Regions from separate parts of the Gossypium arboreum genome. Here region 2 is linked to region 1. A link is a contact called in public Hi-C data. All regions are on one chromosome and are shown on one strand. Each heading gives the region's core, a stretch centred on a gene start, on an enhancer-like site or on the middle of the called end of the contact. The rest is flanking DNA. Distances are from core to core; before and after follow the strand shown.

The links. A called contact is a pair of places that touch in the nucleus more often than the background predicts.
Region 2: a contact with region 1 is called in a Hi-C map of leaf, with 1.8 times the contacts expected there. The contact joins the enhancer-like site here to the promoter of LOC108482932 in region 1. A contact is called at or near these places in 2 of 5 Hi-C or Micro-C datasets (both in leaf).

The regions. Positions count from the first base shown.
Region 1 is chr7:34,451,674-34,455,880 of ASM2569848v2, forward strand. LOC108482932 (protein PIN-LIKES 7-like) reads right to left here and starts at 2,553. Exons shown (of 10, transcript XM_017786060.2): 1 at 2,352-2,553; 2 at 1,780-2,020; 3 at 1,540-1,619; 4 at 1,340-1,464; 5 at 1,138-1,259; 6 at 836-1,054; 7 at 581-697; 8 at 347-447; 9 at 35-273. The coding sequence starts at 1,914.
Region 2 is chr7:34,570,471-34,574,796 of ASM2569848v2, forward strand. No RefSeq gene overlaps it. Among protein-coding and RNA genes, the nearest start is that of LOC108479297, 22 kb to the right of the region's middle. Within about 2 kb of position 2,696, at least 2 of the 2 cell types and tissues checked have an H3K27ac peak or open chromatin away from gene starts, as enhancers often do. A contact at or near this core is called in leaf, where this site is marked.

The DNA of each region.
Region 1 (4,207 bases), core at 1,303-3,802:
TCTGCAAATGCAAATAAGGGCTTAGGTTGCTGACCAATATTGGAGGCAGGTGGGACAGTAAACTGAAGCATCAAGACGTAGCTGAACAAAGGGTCGGAGGGTAGGAGCCCAAGCTTGGCAGCAGCTTTAACAACCCAAATACCAATAACCGGCTGTACAACGTATCGAGCACACACTACTCCTACGATTACCAATGGTTTTATTTTGGACGATCTTAATCCTCCTATCAAGTTGCCTCCTATTATGAGGGTGATACAAGGGATTGTTGCATCTCTGCAATGCACATTTTTTGTTTTCTTAATTACCCTTTCTTATGCACATTTTATTAAGAGAGAAGAGGGCGTACCCTAGCAGTTTTATTGAGTCTTGCATCACTCGTAATGGAGCCCCCTCGCCTATTATAAGCTTTCTCAACCACACCGTCGCTCCAAAAACGAATCCCGCAATCTGTTACTCATACATAATATATGTAAATCACTACTTTATCCCTCAAAAACATAAACTATTTATTAGATATGCCCACCTCCTACTAATTACTAAGTTGTGTGATGGTTTTTGGCAAATCAATATAAAAACTTACTGCACCAAGTGTCGGCGGCGCCATCAGCTCTTTTAAGATCTGACGAAGAAAGGCCACCACGTTAACCCACAACAATCCCTTCCCTTCTTGCTTTGGTCTACTTTCTTGTGATACAATCTGCAACAACAATCATTTGTAAGGCCAAGACTAGAGAGAGTTAATGAATTAAGAGTAGTGCCACCACTTTTTAATTATATCCTCTCTACTTTCTACTTTATATCTTAATTATTTGTATAAAAAGGCAAGGCTACCCACTGCATGTTGCTCTGGATCTTCAACTTCCTTTGTTGCCACTGTTGTTATAGCACCTTCCTCGTTTCTTTCTTTCAGAAGCTGAGATTGGGCGGTGGCATCCAAGTTGTTGTTGGCTTCTACTTTTGAAACGAATTCCTCAGCTGCTTCAAGTGCTTTGGATTTCACTGCTGAAGATTTTATCATTTGGTAACTGATTGTCCATATGTAGAAACCACCAAGCTGCATTAATTACCCAAATTAAAGCACATGTGAATATGATTAATCAGTCCTTCTGTAGGCTTGAAATAACCACGTGTAATTACCGCCATGGAGAAAGATGCATAGGAGAGTCCAACTGAGTTGCAAACATCACGGTTTCCAAATGGGCTTCTATCTTCATTGCAGACTGCAGGGACAAGTATAAGGAGAAGATTTCCCACGTTCCCTAGAAATAATTTCAACTACAACTTAGTCACATGTAGGGAAAAAGGGGGCCTTGAAAGTTCTTTCAAGTTTCGACCATACCAGCTGAACATGTCGCAATAATAAGACCTTCCAGATGGGGCTTTGGTCTCAGTATCTTAACCACAAACCATCCCACTATTCCTCCCACTAGAAAGGTGATTCCCATGTTTACAGGCATAAACCACCTGTGAGTTGATTGATGATCAAACACATTGAAACCAAGCCATCAAAGTCTATATGCATGTATGTAAGTATCCTACCATGAAATAATGTCTTGGAGCGTGACGGTCTTGGCCAGACTTGCAAACATGAGCGAGGGGGTAAACACAACGAACACAAGCTGCGTTTAATCACATAACATAAACAAATCTAAGAACTGAAGAAGATATTATGATGATATTACAGTCAAGTTAACTAATTAGCATGAAAAAAGCCTACTTATGCTGCCTTTAATCGCCTATAGAAACGATTATTCATGAAAATAGTCAAGTAATTAGTACCTTATTCAAGGATCTGCGAGTGTCTTCTGGGAAAAGCTTGCAGTAATCAGTCGCCAGGAAAGCGCCTAACAAACTGATTATAAGTACTTGCAAGATAGGCATGGAAGCAACCTCGAACAATGTCCAGAAACCCATGTTTTTAATTTGTTTATATATGATAGATGAGAGTGAGTGAGACAGAAAATGTATTTGGTGCAGTGCAGCAGCCCTCTTTCAATGATGATGAGTATGGTTTGTGTAGCTGCAGGTTTGCACAAATGAATATATGTGAGGCTAAAACAACAGAAGAGGAGGAAAAGGAAGGGAGGGCACATACAGATAGATACAGTGCAATGCAATGCAATGGGTGCGAGATAACATTAAGCGGAGATGTACGGTTACAATGACGTTAAAAAAGGAAAACAAAAAATTAAGTTGGGGAGATAAATGAAAGAAAGGTATTTTGATTTGATTTGTTGGTGTAGGGTAATAGAGAAGGAAATTGGAGTTAAGTAAAAGACATATGAACCAATGTGGAGGAAAGATCGGTGAAGGTCACAACTGATTGTAATTTAGCTGCCTGCCCTCCTTACCCTTTTCCCTTTGTGTAATTGTGTCGTTGCTATGGGATTGCTAAATAGGTTTGGATGCTTTTAATTCTTACAACAAGATGAAGGTAAGCTTGGAGGCGGATTGTTATGTCAATCTAACAAGATTGTAGAGGAAGGAGATGAAAAAGCAAAAATGGCCTGGAGAAAGGATAAAAGCTATGGTTCAAGGTAAGTATCTTATAATATTCTACCATATTGGTAGGTCCTATTAATGCTGGATGGTCAGGACCAATAATAAAAAAATGATAGCAACTGGAAACAGCGTGAAGATCAATGATAGTTAGGATAAGATTACATAATCATGGACAAACAATGTCCTTAATTTTTCTTTTACATTATTTTTTTTCAAAATCAGAATATCAACTATATGTAATAGTAATTATTTTCTTGTCGTAGATGCTTTTCAAAGAGATAAACGTTTGACCATAAAATGTGCTCTATCCTCATGAGCGAGATCGAATCCTCGATCACATGGTTAAAGTGTGAGTTGAGCAAGCACCATACCGCATCTTATTGTAAAGTCAACCAAAAGGATAGTACCCACAAAATAGGGTAAATAACACTATTGGTCACTAAACTAAAAAATGTACAATTTAATCACTGAAATATTCAAAAAATTTTATTTAATTCACTAGGTTTTTCAATTGATGCTATATGATTTTCTCTGTTTATACTACTTACACCAATCGAAATTTTCTCTCTTCTTCTATAGTTCTATTTTTCTTTCATGAAACAACTTTGGACATCATGAATTTATAAACCAAAATTCAAATAGCTTTTTTCCTCGATCTCTGACGCTGACCAATAGATCAACTTGGATCTAAAATACGTTCTTCTATTCATCGATGGGTACTGATCCACCGTACTGATCATCAAATTATTGTTTGAAGCTTGTTGGTGAAGCTTTTTTTCTTTAAATTAATAGCCCAATGACTTAAATTAAAACTTTTAAATAATTTAATGACTTAAATGAAAACTTTCGAATAATTCAATGATCAAATTGTAACTTTTTTAATTAAATCATCAAAATAAAAATTTAAACATAATTTAGAGACTAATTGTACAATTTACCTAAAAAATAAAATTAGCGAAAAGGACGCTTTTTAAGCCAACTGTCAAACATCGAAGGCATAAATGAAAAATGGTCGCTTGCTGTTATCTATTCAATTTCTTAACGATGGATGCGCGCTATTTGTTGAGTGTCAATTAATTGCTTTAATTACTCCTAATTCCGGCTTTTTCTTCTACTAATGTTAAAGAATTAATTATTTATGAAAATGATTCAAGTAAAAATTTATTTATGTAAATAATCTATTTTTCATAATGATTATTAATGTCGCTTGATATATCGATAGCATCATTTCTTTATCATTAGTTAATTATCAATTTTTTAAAATGTTTTTTGATTGTTATTATTGTATCGTGCAACACCTGTATATATTTTTAAAATACCTATTAATGGGTATTTAAGGAGAAAAAATAAAAATATATATTTTAATACTTAAGAAGAAACAGTTGAAATAGAAAAAAACCAAAAAATAAAGGGAAAATATGTGATCGATGTCTACTTTATAGGTGGTTTTGTCTTTTGGCTTGTTAGTGTCACCATCAGTGAGTGAAATAATGTTTAAAAATAATAATATTAGATGAGATGAGAATGAGAAATAAATATATATGGGAGAAGATAAAATAGACGAAAGAGGAAAGTCAAATATATGAAAGGAAAAGAATAACATATATGTAAAATAAGGATATAAAATGGAATTGAATATTTTATGGAAAATAAGAATCAAGTATGGCAAAGGAAAGAGAATAACAAATATGCAAAAAAGAGATTT
Region 2 (4,326 bases), core at 1,446-3,945, 120 kb after region 1:
TAATATCGGTCTATGATCAGATTTTAAGTCTGTGAAGGTTCCTCACTGAACATTCTGACAAAAATGAATCCCGCTCTAAATTACAGATAGCCCTGTCAAGTCTCTGTGATAAACCCCCTACACCATGTAAACTTGCCACCACTAACACCCAAATCTCACAAAGTATTGTTGAATAAAAACCCTCTAAACCATTTGCAACCTACACATGAGATAGAAGCCCCACCTTTTCTTTCACCTCCATCAAGAATAGATTTGAAATCACTAGCAAGCATCCAAGGTCCCTCCACTGAACCAACCAGAGAGCTGAGAAAATGTCACAACTCCCTTCTCATCGTAGCATGAGGACTTGCACAATAGAACAAAAGAAATGATCCGAGCTTATCGTTCTATAGATTTTAACCTGAACCATTTGAGAATGTATATTCAAGATATCCACTATTACATCCTCATTCCAACACAACCAAATTCCCCCAACAAAACCATTTGCTTCCATCCTAAAAGAATTCGGATATCCAATTTTCACAATAATACCATCGACCTTAACTTCTCTAACCCAGGTTTCAAGCAAACAAAACAAATTTGGCAAAAACTCCTTCTTGTATTCTTTAACAAAACTGTAAAAACGAGGATGTCCCACTCCTTGGCAATTCCAACAAATTATTTCATTGTTAATAAAAATAAGAAAATTTATAAGCCAAACCCAAATAAGATTACAATAAATTCTGACAATAAACCTCAACACCATCAATGCGATCCACAATCATACCTTTCTCAACAACTTGAGGATCCGACACCATAACATCTTTGTCTGGATTCCTTTCGAGATCATAAACCAACCCTTCCATTGCTAATTGGAAATCAATCGATTGCTGCTCCTGGATCCCAAGAGTCTTATCGAGTGGTTTCCCTCATTGTTTATAGTGAGTAGTGTTAGCAATCAACTGTTGCGTTACGGGAGAGCTCGTTTTACCAAACATAAAAAATCCCATTCTCTTTGTTAGTATTAACTCCCATTTTTTCTTTCTCCAAAATACGAACCACTACATGTTTCTTCTTATTTAAATTAGCCAAAATTTCCACTCTTTCCATAACTATAGTTTTCCTTCTGTCAATGGCACCCACTTGGGCGCATCTCAATCCATCATCAAAAACACCCCACCCAATATTTAAATTCATACCCAAGCTTCCATTATTGGGCAATATTCAAATTATTTTTATAATTTTAAATATATTTTAGATTTAAAATGAAATAAATATACTTTATAAGTATTTGGAGATAATATATGTATTCTTCGATTTTCTTTAGAAATACAATTTATAACAACCAAAATTATTATAGGTATTTTAATAAATGATATTAATTATCAATAAAATTTTATAGGTATTTCAATAAAATGTTATAGGTAGTTCAATAAAATTAATCATGTATAGCCTATAAGGAAAAGTTATTGAGGCCTATCAGGGGTAAAGACAAAAAATTTCTTTAGGACGCTCGAATGAAATTTTAATTTTTAATAGCCTATATCTTTATAATTTTTAAAGGATTAATTCAAATTTTTATAATTTAGGGGACAAAGTGTAATTTTACCTTTACTAATTTAAAATTTAAATTTTTAAGTGGCTTAAATAGTAATTTTTTATTTTAGGGGGTTGGGGCCCTGCCAGCCCCCTTCAATTCACCTCTGAAGTCTCTTAGTGAAGATATGGATCGAATTCTTCATCAACACCAAGAGAATGAAATCTACCGAACAAATTATCATTAATTTTTTTACATTAACAATTAAGTAGCTTGATTTAATTTATTAATAAAATACAAATATAGTTGAAAATTTTAATTTAAAAATAGTTTTATTTATTATAAGGTAAAAAATCGAGGTATAACATAATCTTTTTATAACATCCAAATGTTATTATAGATATAAATAAAATTTTAAATAAGGTATTATAAAGAGAGTTTAGTTTCGTTTCTGCATAATTCATTTTTAGTAACAATATATTAAATATAAATAATGTGTGCATAAATTTATATTTTGATAGTGAATATTTATCAAATTTCTTTTAAAAAAAGTACAAAAACAAAATAAATTGATTTTGAATAGACTGCGCTGATCATATTGCCGGGCCTAGCTGGTTTTCTTTTACTCCCTTTTTGCTTGATATATTTAGCCATGAATATATGGTATTAACGGTCCTTCATTGCATAATACTAGTAATAAATAAATAGGTAAAACTATTAATGAGGTAGTTCTTTAATTATGTGTTTGGGTTTTATAGTTAATTGTTTCTCTTTAAAAAAAATACATGTAACGAGAGAATTGATCAATACTATAGATGATGAATATCTTAGTTTCAAAAAGAAATATAGATAAAACTCAGCATGATTAATTTGTAAGTCTTATATAGCAGGGATGTGGTGACAAAATGGGTTCTATTAGAGATAAACCAAAATTTGAAATAAGAGTTCAAAATACTCTATTGAAATCTCAATTCACTTCCCTATGTCTATGATACTAACTGCAAAGGTTATATAGATGGCTCTAAACCTGGTCCTTGTTCTACAATTTAAAACACACACACAAAAAAAAAAAAAAACCGTCAATGCAACCTAATCCTCCATACACAGGAGAGGATTCAATAATCAATTATTGATATCTTCCTCTCGAAAAAGATGGATCAGTCAACTCTTTTACGAAGGAATCAAACAAATTCTTATATGCCCAGAAATTTTAGGGTCAACTTTACTTTTTAAAAAAATTAAGAAAACCTTTAACCAAATTATTTCTAAAACTTTACTAAAATATCTAAAAATTTACCAAAACAAATCCTTAATTTCTTGTTTTTTTTTTTTAAGCCAAAGGTAATGGTAAAAGTGCCGCTTACTAATTATTTGCCTAATGCCAACTTCGCTTTCTTTTGCCCCGGCTGGGTGGGTGTGTCTCTGATGATATTTCGTTGTGTGTGGTCCATCCCCTGCACTCAACTATTTTAGTACCTCTTTTTAAAACAAAACAAGAATAGTAGTACCCGTGCCTTTTCAATTGGAAAAGAAAACGTGCTATTGGGAATTATTAATGCTGCCAAGGTGATGTGGCTATTAGGGACTTCATCATTAACGCTAAAAACTATTAACATACCAAAAAATGTCGTCTTCTTTTTTAAATTTACAGACCGTAAAATATTTTTTGTCACATCAGTATTAAAAATGACAATATCAATATATATTTTTTTGATGCCATTTATTATTGTGAAAATAAAGTTTACAAAACAGATCTTTATATAGATTAAAAGTTTCATTTCTCTTATTTTCTTAAGCAATGTGGAATATGAGATATCAGTATATATAGACTCATAAATAAGTTTGTAACTTATTCCTATGCAATGTAGAATTGCTTCCTTAAAATGTGATATATAGATAATGTGTATCTATAGACTCATGAGTAGGTTTAATTATAAAATTAAATTTAAGATAATTGTTCAATACAAATTGTGATTTTTTGAAGGCGTATAGATTTTGAAATTTAAGTTGTCAATATGTGAATTGATTTTTCTTCAAATATATTCCTTAAAAATCGTAAAGTGATTGTATTTATATGATTAATAATAATCTCGATGTTTGTTTTAATGTTTAACTATTGTATTTAAAGTGATTGATTTATATGAAGAGTGCGAATACAAAGTTAAAAATATATATTTTATTTTTAAAATGAGTATTTAAAATTATTAATTTCCGCATTGCATACTAGTTAAAATCTATATTTGCTATACTCAAAAATAATTTTAAATTTTTTCTAAATGTATATTTAAAATAGTTAGGCTATACTTTAATTTGAAGGTTTATAATTTACTTTAAAAGAGTTATGATTTTAAAGAATATATTTTAAGAAAAATCAATTCACATATTGACAACTTAAATTTCATAATCCATATCTCTTAAAAAATCACAATTTGTATTGAACAAGTATCTTAAATTTAATTTTATAATCAAACCTATTCATGAGTCTATATATACACATTGTCTATATATCACAATTCAAGGAAACAATCCTACATTGTCTAAGAACAAATTGCAAACCTATTTATTAGTCTATATATACACATATCTCATATCTTACATTGCTTAAAAAAACAATGGAAATGAGACTTTGAGTTTATATAAAAGCCAATTTTGTAAGTTTTATTTTCATATTAATAGGTGGTAGTAAAAAATAAAAAAAATATAGATGCTGCCACTTTTAGTGTTGAGACAAAAAATGCTTCCAACTGAAAGTGTTTTTTTGTCAATATATTGTAATTGCATTCAACTGGAAGCATTTTACAGGTGATATG